2 separate regions of the Xenopus laevis genome follow, and region 2 is linked to region 1. The links are chromatin contacts, called in public Hi-C maps. All regions are on one chromosome and are shown on one strand. Each heading gives the region's core, a stretch centred on a gene start, on an enhancer-like site or on the middle of the called end of the contact. The rest is flanking DNA. Distances are from core to core; before and after follow the strand shown.

Region 1 (5,006 bases), core at 1,153-3,652:
GATTATCTGTCTTCATTGTTTCCTGGGTCAGAATCAGTAGAGCAGGCAATATATACAGGCAGAAAGATATTGTTTTCAATAATGATTATATATACCACAAAAAATATATTCCAACAAATTGGAGTTTGCTGGAAAGTTGCTTAGAATGTCCTTTTCTACTTTTGTCCAAAAAGGGTGCAGTTCCTCTTTAAGATAAATCAGCTATCACCTGGGAATTGCCAGATCCCTGACCATAATAAAAGCTTTGCATGCACACATACTCTGTAGTAGTCCCTAAATTGAATATAACACCCTTGTCAAATAGTACGGAGTTGCATTTCTTTCTTCAGTTGCATTTGGGTAGAAATTGCTGAAGGCGATTTTGAGATTTTACAGTACAGGTATGGAACATGTAATCCAGAATGCGCGGGACCTGGGGTTTTCTGTATAATGGGTCTTTCCGTAATTTGTATCTTCATACCTCAAGTCTACTAGAAAATTATGTAAACATTAAATAAACCCAATATTCTGTTTTTGCTTCTAATTTATATTAATTATATCTTAGTTTGGATCAGTACAATCTACTGTTTTATTATTACAGAGAAAAAGGAAATCATTTTTAAAAATCTGGAATATTTGGATAAAATTGAGTCTGTGGGAGATGGCCTTTCTATAATTCGGCGCTTTCTGGATAGTGGGTTTTCGGATTACAGTTCCTTTACCTTTGCTAAAACCTGTTTATAGTGTGTTCAGTGCTACAAGGTGTGCCTGCTGGTGGATATTAGGGACACAACTTAAAATGAGTCAAGTCCGATGGAATATGTTGGATTAAGTGGAGTTAAGTGAACAATGTGCACAAATCTTGGCTACACAGCACTGGCACTGATCCAAAGTCATCTGTTTTTAAGTAAATACATTCATGCAATTGCATAATTTTATGCAGAGAACAATACCCTGCAAACCAATTCATAGATGCCATCTTTAATTTTATTTCCAAGCAGCTTGCCGTCATAAATTGCCCAGGTAAACCTGTGTATGCAACCTTGGAACTGCTTTATTATGTAATTCCTGGATTATTAAGGGGAGTTCGGAATGGAATGGAGTTTTGGTTGGAGTGATTAGGGGCAGGATCTTGCCCTCATCTGTAGGCGCGGCACTGTACCAAACTAGCATTCCTCTTTACAATAAACACAAATGGGTCCTCATGCTGCTTAGGGTGGATCTCTGTAATTCCCTTTCATAAAGTGATGTGTTTTATACAACAAAAAATAATATATTAATAATAAGGTGCGTAACTGGTTCTGCACAAAGTTTTGGGCGGTGATGCCAATTCACTGATATAATTTGGGTCTCCTGAGAATAAACTTAAGAAACACTGCTTTATACAATGAACCAAATTGAGCCCTTGTAGGAAGACTTTCACTGTAAGGAAAAATGTCCTACAAACTTCTTGTTTCTCTGGGAAGAGCTACAGAATTAAAACTGACAGCTATAATGCCACTGGTCCACTAAGTGCTGCAAATGGAGGATTCTCTGAAGAACTAAAAGTTTGACGGAACATTTGAATGGAACAAGTCAACACAAATATATTTTAATCTCTCAACAGTTAAATGCTACCTCGCTGAATAAAAGTATCAATTTCTGCCAATAACATGAACATTTCTGTTTGATCAAACTTTTGAACCCTCTTGCCTTGTATTTGTCATGGAAAAGATTAAATATGTTTTAATTCAATGTGGTATTTATTTATTGCCACAGTTCTACATAGTCTATGAGTAGAAATGGTGCCAGAACAAAATGGCCATAAGTAGGATAAGAGGTTTGGAGAAGCAGCTTTATCTGCCTCTGTGCTAGGGGCAATGGTACTCAGGGCTTTCTCGCTTATAGTCCTTTTAACAATTCAAATTCCTTCTGTGGCAGTGCTCTGTCTATATGAGAACATTATGAGAGAGAAAGTGGACTTATCTGCTCTTTTGGGATACTAACACAATACCCTCTGCTTATTGCCACAAGAGGCATGATACCTATAAAATGTTATGGGAAAAGGCTGATGGCCAGTCCTGCTAAGGGTAGCACCAAGGGTGTATTTTTCTACATTAAAATAGAAGGTGATTTTCTTCCTCTTGAGAAGAGAAGGGCACTATTCTGTAGTCCCCAATCTGGATTAAGAATGACCTGTAGTGAACTTTAGATAATTTATTTTGAGCTAAAGTTCGTAGACATGAACTATAGATCATCTTTCTGTATCACTGATAATTCTCACAGGGTCATGCTCGCCAGCAGGTTTTTAGGATCAGTCATTTACTCTCTTCCCTATTCATGGTCTGTAAATTTCTGCAGTCACAAGTTCCTCAGTTGTGGTTAGATCTTCTTCTTCTTCCGCAGTCTTCTGTCATAAGTTTCCTGTCTCTAGGATTCTACTCGTATATGGATATAAATCGTCTCTTTAACTTTGTTTTGTAGATTTTATAGTGTTGGAGATCCCATCCCTGGGAAACCAAATATCTGGCTGATGTAAGTGCACCACTTAATATTTTTCTTGTATTGTATTTGTGACTTTGGGGGAGAGTCTGTCAGTGCTCATCTCTTGAAGGTTGACATTCTTAAAAAAAGACAACAAAAAGATAGTTATACCTGCTCCTCAATGAGAGAAAAGTGCAATATTACACTACATTCAATACAGCAAATACTCATTAAAGAAATGTGGAATAGAAACTCTCAAGCAATTAATCAATATTTAAGGGCAGGGTGTATTTGTTTTGCAGCCACGTATATCTAATGATATATCATGCCATGAACAGTATAAAAGAGTTTCTTGTATATAAAACAAGCCTTTTGCATATTGTCACATATTGCTTATTATGTATTTGGTTATGCAGCAAAATATGTGCCACATGTTTACTCTGTCTGGCCTTATCCATTTATGCTGAAAGTGACTTGCCACAAACAAACAAACAATAAGTATTTTGGCTGTTCCGCTAAAACTGAACCATAAGTTTCCTTCCAGGCTTTCCACAAGATAGTGGTAATTTTACCTTTTATAAAGAATGAGTACAGCCAGTATAGTTGGATTATAACAAAAGGTAATGCCACTATATTTCACAAGCTTCTCCATGATCAGATCAGTGTAAAGCACTGCAATTTTTAAAGTAAGTTAGTTTGAGATCAAGGCTTAAAAGCTGAGCATATGCATGCATCCAAATAAAGTATTATTATTAGTACTGGAGAGAAAAGCTAGAGGGAAATAAATTCATAGGGAAAAGGGCACCATATAAATCTGTTTTAGCAGTCACATGTATTTTAACTTTGAGTGATCATTTGTACCATTATTGGTTTAGAGACATCTTGGATACTTCAGGAATGACTTGCCAATATGATCTGGAAGGATCCCAGAAACTATACTCAAGTATTGAGCTGTCACCAGCAGAGCAGCTATCCGGGGTAGGCAATGACAATAATTCCTTATGGTAGTACCGAATAAGAGTTGACCTACACGTTATAGTAATAGCCTTAATGTTTCGATAAGAGTACAGGCTGGGATTAAGCAAATGAGTGTAAAGTGCAAACATTTAATATTTGGTTGCTGTGTTGTATGAGTTGGTCAGAAGTGTCTAAGCACATTAGAAGTGGTCATCAGCGGATCTCTCCAAAGGGAATATTTAAATATGTCTATAAACCTTCACTTCATCTCTGGGCTTTATGGTATTGGAAGGAGTAAATATAAAGTCTGTAGGTACATAGACCCTGAGCCTATGTATCAGGGAGATTTCAAGATTTACTGCTCTCACCCATTAATTCTAGTTGGTGGCATAATGTACATGTGTTCAGGGCAATGGAAACTGTATAACCATATGATGCTCCTGCTCCAGGCTTCTGTCCTTCACCATCTTTTAAATAAAGGTGACTGTACATACATAGTCAAAACTGGTCTAATCTCTCATTGTGGGTTTACTGAATAATACAGTTACCAGATCACTTAAAAAGTCTAATAATCAAAATGTCTAATAAATGCATGTTACTAATTACTAATTTAAACTACTGTCCAATCAGTTGACTAGCTGGATTTCCTAGCAGTGTCCTTGATTTTTCACAAAGCATTTTGTCTTTTCAAAGGAATTATGTTGCAGAAAAAAGTCAATACCATTGATTTATGTTATGTGTGAAGGGCTTGGTGTGTAGTGTTTTTAGTCAGTCTGCTATTTTATACACTGATTTATGCTGAGTTGATACATGTAGTTCTGCTATACACTGCATTAGGAGATGCATTATCAGAATACCGTTTTCTATAAATCCTCTTTTGCATGTTTACAGAATGTTGAAAGATACAGTATTATAAAGGATATTAAGAAGAGAGAATGCGTGGTGTTCACAAAGGACTCCAGTTCACAGTAAGAAATAGAAATGTTATACAGTATATCTCCAAACTAGTGGTAAAACAAAGATGTCAGGCCAGATTCAATTTCACAAGTGTCATTGTCAATAGCAACAAAAACAATCAGAAATTAGTGTTGAACATTGTCCTACAAGTTGGAAAATGAATGCAAAGACCTGTCTGGGTGTCCACTGTCAACTGTGTTTCTACATCTTAGTACTTGCGTTGACCTGAAGACATATGACTGCTTTAAGGCATGAACTGTGGTGTCTAGCACATTACACTATAGATTATATTCTCAGTAATACTTTTGATAATTCCACAGAGATTAGGAGGAAACATAACATTGCTGTGAGTATATAATATTGTATTTTATTTCTTAATGAAATGGAGAAATTGATGCCCCACCACAACCTCTAAGCACAAAATCAATACATAAAATTCAGACATGCAGTCATTATCCAAAACATTCATGTTTAGGAATATGAATGACCTTGAAATGCATCTTTTTTCAAAGTGGTGGAGTATTCTTTCTTGTTGTCTCAGGGAGAGTCTATGCAAATGCGGATATCTCAAGAGACAACACACTGAAGGTGTACAGACCAATCAGAATGATAAGTGGAACTACAAGAGGCACACCAAAGAAGTATCCACA
Region 2 (5,006 bases), core at 1,406-3,905, 37 kb after region 1:
TGGAAATACCCTGACAGCTGCAGCATCTTCCATCACTGGTTCTCTGGTGAATACTACTGAACCATATTTGTGAAATCCATACCAAATGATAGAATCACAACAATTTTACACAATCTTTTTTTTTAAATAAAAATAATGAGACTGATTACATATATTAGTTCCAGGCAGAATTAACTCTTTCAATAGCAGCTGATTTCACAAATGTTCACAATATGTGCATAGCAGATGTTCAAAATTTACCGGTCTTCCATTTATGGAGCATTTTTTTGGGATAAACAATGATAAATATAGGGACATGTTTACTAATACGAGGGTTTTGCAACTTTCCATGTTTTTTGCACTTTTGCACTGGGCCCTGCATTTACTATTCTTTGTCCTCATTCAAAGAGCGCTTTTGCCTGGGGTCTGGTTGCAATCTGTACCTCAATGCAGATAAATAACCCAGTGAGAGGTGCAGAGAGATTAGTGGGTGCAAGTCAGTCCTGTCCTTATGACAGGTGGTAAGTACAGAATACCTCCCTGTAAGGGGCACTCACCCTGATGGTCCAGTGGGCCGGCGGTGATGCCCGCGTGTGGTGCTTCCTCCTCGGTGTCCTGCAATACTCTGTCTTAGGTAGGGTTGCCACCCGGCTGGTATTTTACTGGCCTAGCCGGTAAAATACATGCCAAGGCCGGGGCCGGTATTACAAATTTGCCAGCAATGTAGCTGCCGGTAAATTTGTAATACGATTAAAAGGAGCCCTCGGCCTGCTCCCAATCCCCTGGAACATCCCCTGGAACTTACCTTTTCTCTTACTTCTTCTAGTGTCCGAGGTGTCCGTGTTGTGGCCCGCCCCTTTTGACATCATGACACGCCCCTTTTGACATCACGGCCCGCCCCTTTGTGCCCCCGCCCCCCAGCAGCCGGTAAAAGATTTTTAAAAAGGTGGCAACCCTAGTCTTAGTGCGCACGCGGCGCACACTTCAGTTTTTTATATGCGCAATCACGCTGGCGTTAAATTCAAATGGATTTAAAGGGACTCTGGTGCTGTGATCATTGCCCGTTATTGGTTCATCTTTGTGAGTTCCTGGGTGCTATTCCTACATTATCCTGTTATCTGCTGTTTTGACTCTTGCCTGATTGACTATTCTGACTTCTGTGATCAGGGGCGTAACTATAGAGGAAGCAGACCCTGCGGTTGCAGGGGGGCCCAGGAGTGTAGGGGGCCCAGTGAGACCCTAATTAATTAGCAATTTTAATATATAAAATAGGCCAACTTATAAATATTTTGGGGCCCTAAATTGAATTTGCTATGGGGCCCAGTAACAACTAGTTACGCCACTGTCTGTGATCCTGACCCCTGCCTGGTAACCCGACCCGTGCCTGTTTGGACAACTCTTGATTGATCTCCCCGCTTTGACTCTTGCCTGTCTGATGCCGCTAGAATTCTGCCTGCACTGACCCGGCCTGTTTGACTACGATTTCGTCTTATGCTTGAACTGTGACTTTTACTTAACAATCGTGCCCCACTTGCTTGTCCAGAACCCTCGCTTGGCTCCTCTCTTAATAAGACCTGGCGGCATCCAATTAGCCGAGGGCTCCTCCCAAGGTGAAAGGCGGAAGGAGCCGACAACAGGGAGCTTAGCATTGGTTCTGGATTTTGGGTGCCGATTCATGACACTCCCAACATTTTAGAAATAGAAAGAGGGACAAATTGATCTGCTGCACATAGCTTGGCGGCATTTTTCGACCATGCCCATTTTTGTGGCCACAGCCCCTAATTACCATGTTCATTTTACAAAATTTGGCAGGTTATGAAAGCTTGAAAACATTTCTGTGTTTTTTATGTGTTATTACAGTTTTGCTAATAAAGATGAATTGCCCTGTAAGCTCCAAGTCACAGTTTTCCAAAGATATCCGCTTATCTTAAATTGTTACGATTGCTTATCTTAAATTGTTACAATGCTTCTTTGCTTATCTTAAATTGTAACAATTGTTTCTTTGGTTATCTTAAATTGTTACAAAAGTATCAAAGTGCACCTGCTGAGTGTTATGGGCTCTCTGCCAAAAGCCAATTAAGTTTCAGAAACTTTGTATCTTTTTTTTTTTTGGCTGTTCAGTGCAGGAGATCACAGAGAAAGTTGAGACATTTCAGTAACAATCCGGAACTGCGGGTTGAGCTGTCAAAATTGGTACTGTCCCGGAAAAAACGAGACAATTGGGAGGTATGAGTACAGACGCCTTTGTTCACTCTCTAACTTCCACTTCTGAATAATGCTCAAGTTTAGGAATAGGTGGAAGGTCTGGACTGAGAATCAAAATAGGCCCTGGCATTTCAGTCACACAAAGGGCCAAACAGCCCCTACCAGCCCATTAAATAGTGACTTTCTATGGCAACTTACAGCAGCCCCTCTGGCATTTTCCAGAACTCACAGATTGCCAGTCCAGGTCTGATGGGTGGTATGGAGCCTGGAGTATTATGTAAATTGTTTGCACTTACTGCACATAGTAAATGAGCTGTTATGTTTCCTTATTATGATGGTTCAGTAAACTTCAGACAAAGAGGGTGGTTTCTATGGATGTTTTACCACATTCTATCACAAGATGGCAGACTAGTACAAGGAATTTCCATCCTGTGAGACCTGTATGTGAACTTGTAGCCTGTGAATAATTTATGGCTGCAGATGAGATGTGTGTGTGAGGGCTGGGAGGAAGGTTCCAGGAAGCTCAGCAGCCTGCAGGGTTTACACAAATCAATAGAAGCTAAGAGTCCAAAAGCTGCATTGTGCCAGTGGAATAACCCATTGCTTCCTGCATGGTGACGAAAACCAAATGCTTTGTATTGATTCCAACCTGTTGTAATGCTATAAATGTATTTATAATGTATCCACATTCTGAGATAAATGTACTGAACTGAATGTGCAACAGGGATATCTTTTGGCAGGGTTATACGACAGACTGCAGAATTCACTGATCTTAATGCCTATTATTTTTATATCTGTCTGTTTCATGATTTATTGCCCCCACAGAATGGATATGTGGGAGTTGGAGGGGGGGGCTTATATAAATGTTGAGTTGTTTAAATAAATAATTATGAATGATGGTGTCAGGGCAAGGGGTGCATTAGTAGGATTGTAACTGTGTGACTGTATATATTCAGGGGAGTTGGCATCAGGGAGGGGATTGCAGCTGTGCAATAGTGTAAAGCTTTGTTTGAACAACAACTCAATACGACAAGGAAAGGCTGATGGACCACGTGAGAGTTGTAATTTATCAGCAGCTGCAGGTAGGACAGAGGCCCAATAATGGATATGCTGCTCAAGGCCCCACTATGCCCTAAGGGCAGCCCCAGTCACAGCTGGAATGTGGAAGATATCTTAGCTCTATAAGACACGGTAGCATGGTACATACAGTGAGTTTAACAAGGAAAGCCCATTGGGAGACTATTGTGCTGTTTCACTATTTACAGGTGCAAAATGAATTAGCCCAAGGTTTTCTCTTTATTCCGGTGCCTGATGAGTATTACATGTGTGACTGTACTCGGAGGATTAATAATCCTACTGACAGTTTGGAAGCATAAGAATAAATGCTTTGTAGCAATCCCAGGCCTTTCAGTGAAGATGCACAAACCTCCACCAGAATGACAATTTATGGTGCTGCACCTGTTGTTTTTCAGCAGAGCAGGAAGCAATTTTCCTTACACAATATCCAGCTGCGAATGAACTGCAGAGACCTCAGGAATATATGTCCCTCTGGACATTATTATCTTTATTCTTTATCATGGACAGAAGAACAGTAGCCTTAATCATGCTTTAGGGCTCTTACACATGAGCGTTCTGACCTGCGCTCCCCTGCGTTCCGTTTTTTGGCGTTCAGCCACAGGGGAGCGCAGGAATAGATGCAAGTCATTATTTGAAATGGGGCTGTACTCACTCAGGCGCGTGTAGGCGCCGAACGCAGGAAAAATGCAGCATGTTGCCTACACGCGCCTGAGTGAGTACAGCCCCATTTCAAATAATGACTTGCGTCTATTCCTGCGCTCCCCTGCGGCTGAACGCCAAAAAAAGGGACGCAGGGGAGCGCAGTTCAGAACGCTCATGTGTAAGAGCCCTTATACATTGTCAATTGGGGGTTACAGTTTTGGTTTTTAAGATTCTAGGCCAGCTGAAAAGAAAGCCAGCAAATCAGTGGCACATGTTATGCCAATAATGAAGTTTTACATAATGCCATAGGAGTTTTAATCACTACTATATGGCTACTACATGTATCTAAATGCAAAATATAGTTACATATGATACAGTGAGACCTGGAGCCAGCGAAACATGCCCAGATTTGGTAGACACTGTTCATGTTGGTCACCTCACTGACCTTCCAATTTAATGAATGTTTCTTCCAGTTTATTTACATTGGCATTGTATCATTTTTGCCAACTGGGTCAGTAAGATTCCGGCTGGGTAGCAAACTTAAGATGCACCATATGTAGCTCAGGACTTATGTCAACCTACAATGTGCTAGTCTTTGTGATAGACAATAAAAGTGGGTTCTGAATTTTCCTTGTATGAGGCAAAGAGCAATCGAACCTTACTGAAACTATGGTGCTAACATCTTATAGAGGTTGCTCACCTTTGAGTTAACTTTTAGTATGATGTAGAGAGCGATACAGTGGCTGAACTACAGGGGGTGTAGAAAGTGCAGTGGCACAAGGGTGCATGCACCTGCATCCCCGATAGGGCCTGTATCCCTGAAGATAAACTATGAAAGTAACCAGCTTTCATGTGTGTAAAATGGGAAAGGCACTAAAGAGAGTGGTCTGCAGCTACAGTGCGCACCTGCCCTGGGGCCCGACAGGAAGGAGGTGGAGCAGAGGGAACACAGAAGGGATATAGCAGGGAAGGTGGCATGAATCCCCATGGGAGCTGACACTGGGCTGGGGGAGGACTATAGGTCCAGCTCGTTGCCAGCAAAGCAGAATTTTCCTCCTCCGGTTTTTTTTTACGTTTTTTTTTTCGTGTTCTTTGTGTGCGCA

The links. Hi-C and Micro-C count contacts between places; a contact is called where the count stands out from the background.
Region 2: a Hi-C map of the XL177 cell line shows a contact between it and region 1, with 2.0 times the contacts expected there. The contact joins the enhancer-like site here to the promoter of trpm8b.L in region 1. A contact is called at or near these places in 2 of 4 Hi-C or Micro-C datasets (the XL177 cell line and the XTC cell line).

Annotation. Positions count from the first base shown.
Region 1 is chr9_10L:83,586,066-83,591,071 of Xenopus_laevis_v10.1, forward strand. It overlaps trpm8b.L (transient receptor potential cation channel subfamily M member 8b L homeolog), which reads left to right and starts at 2,403. Exons shown (of 26, transcript NM_001161595.2): 1 at 2,403-2,493; 2 at 3,318-3,420; 3 at 4,291-4,367; 4 at 4,898-5,006. The coding sequence starts at 3,340.
Region 2 is chr9_10L:83,622,961-83,627,966 of Xenopus_laevis_v10.1, forward strand. No RefSeq gene overlaps it. Among protein-coding and RNA genes, the nearest start is that of trpm8b.L, 37 kb to the left of the region's middle. Within about 2 kb of position 2,656, at least 1 of the 7 cell types and tissues checked has an H3K27ac peak or open chromatin away from gene starts, as enhancers often do.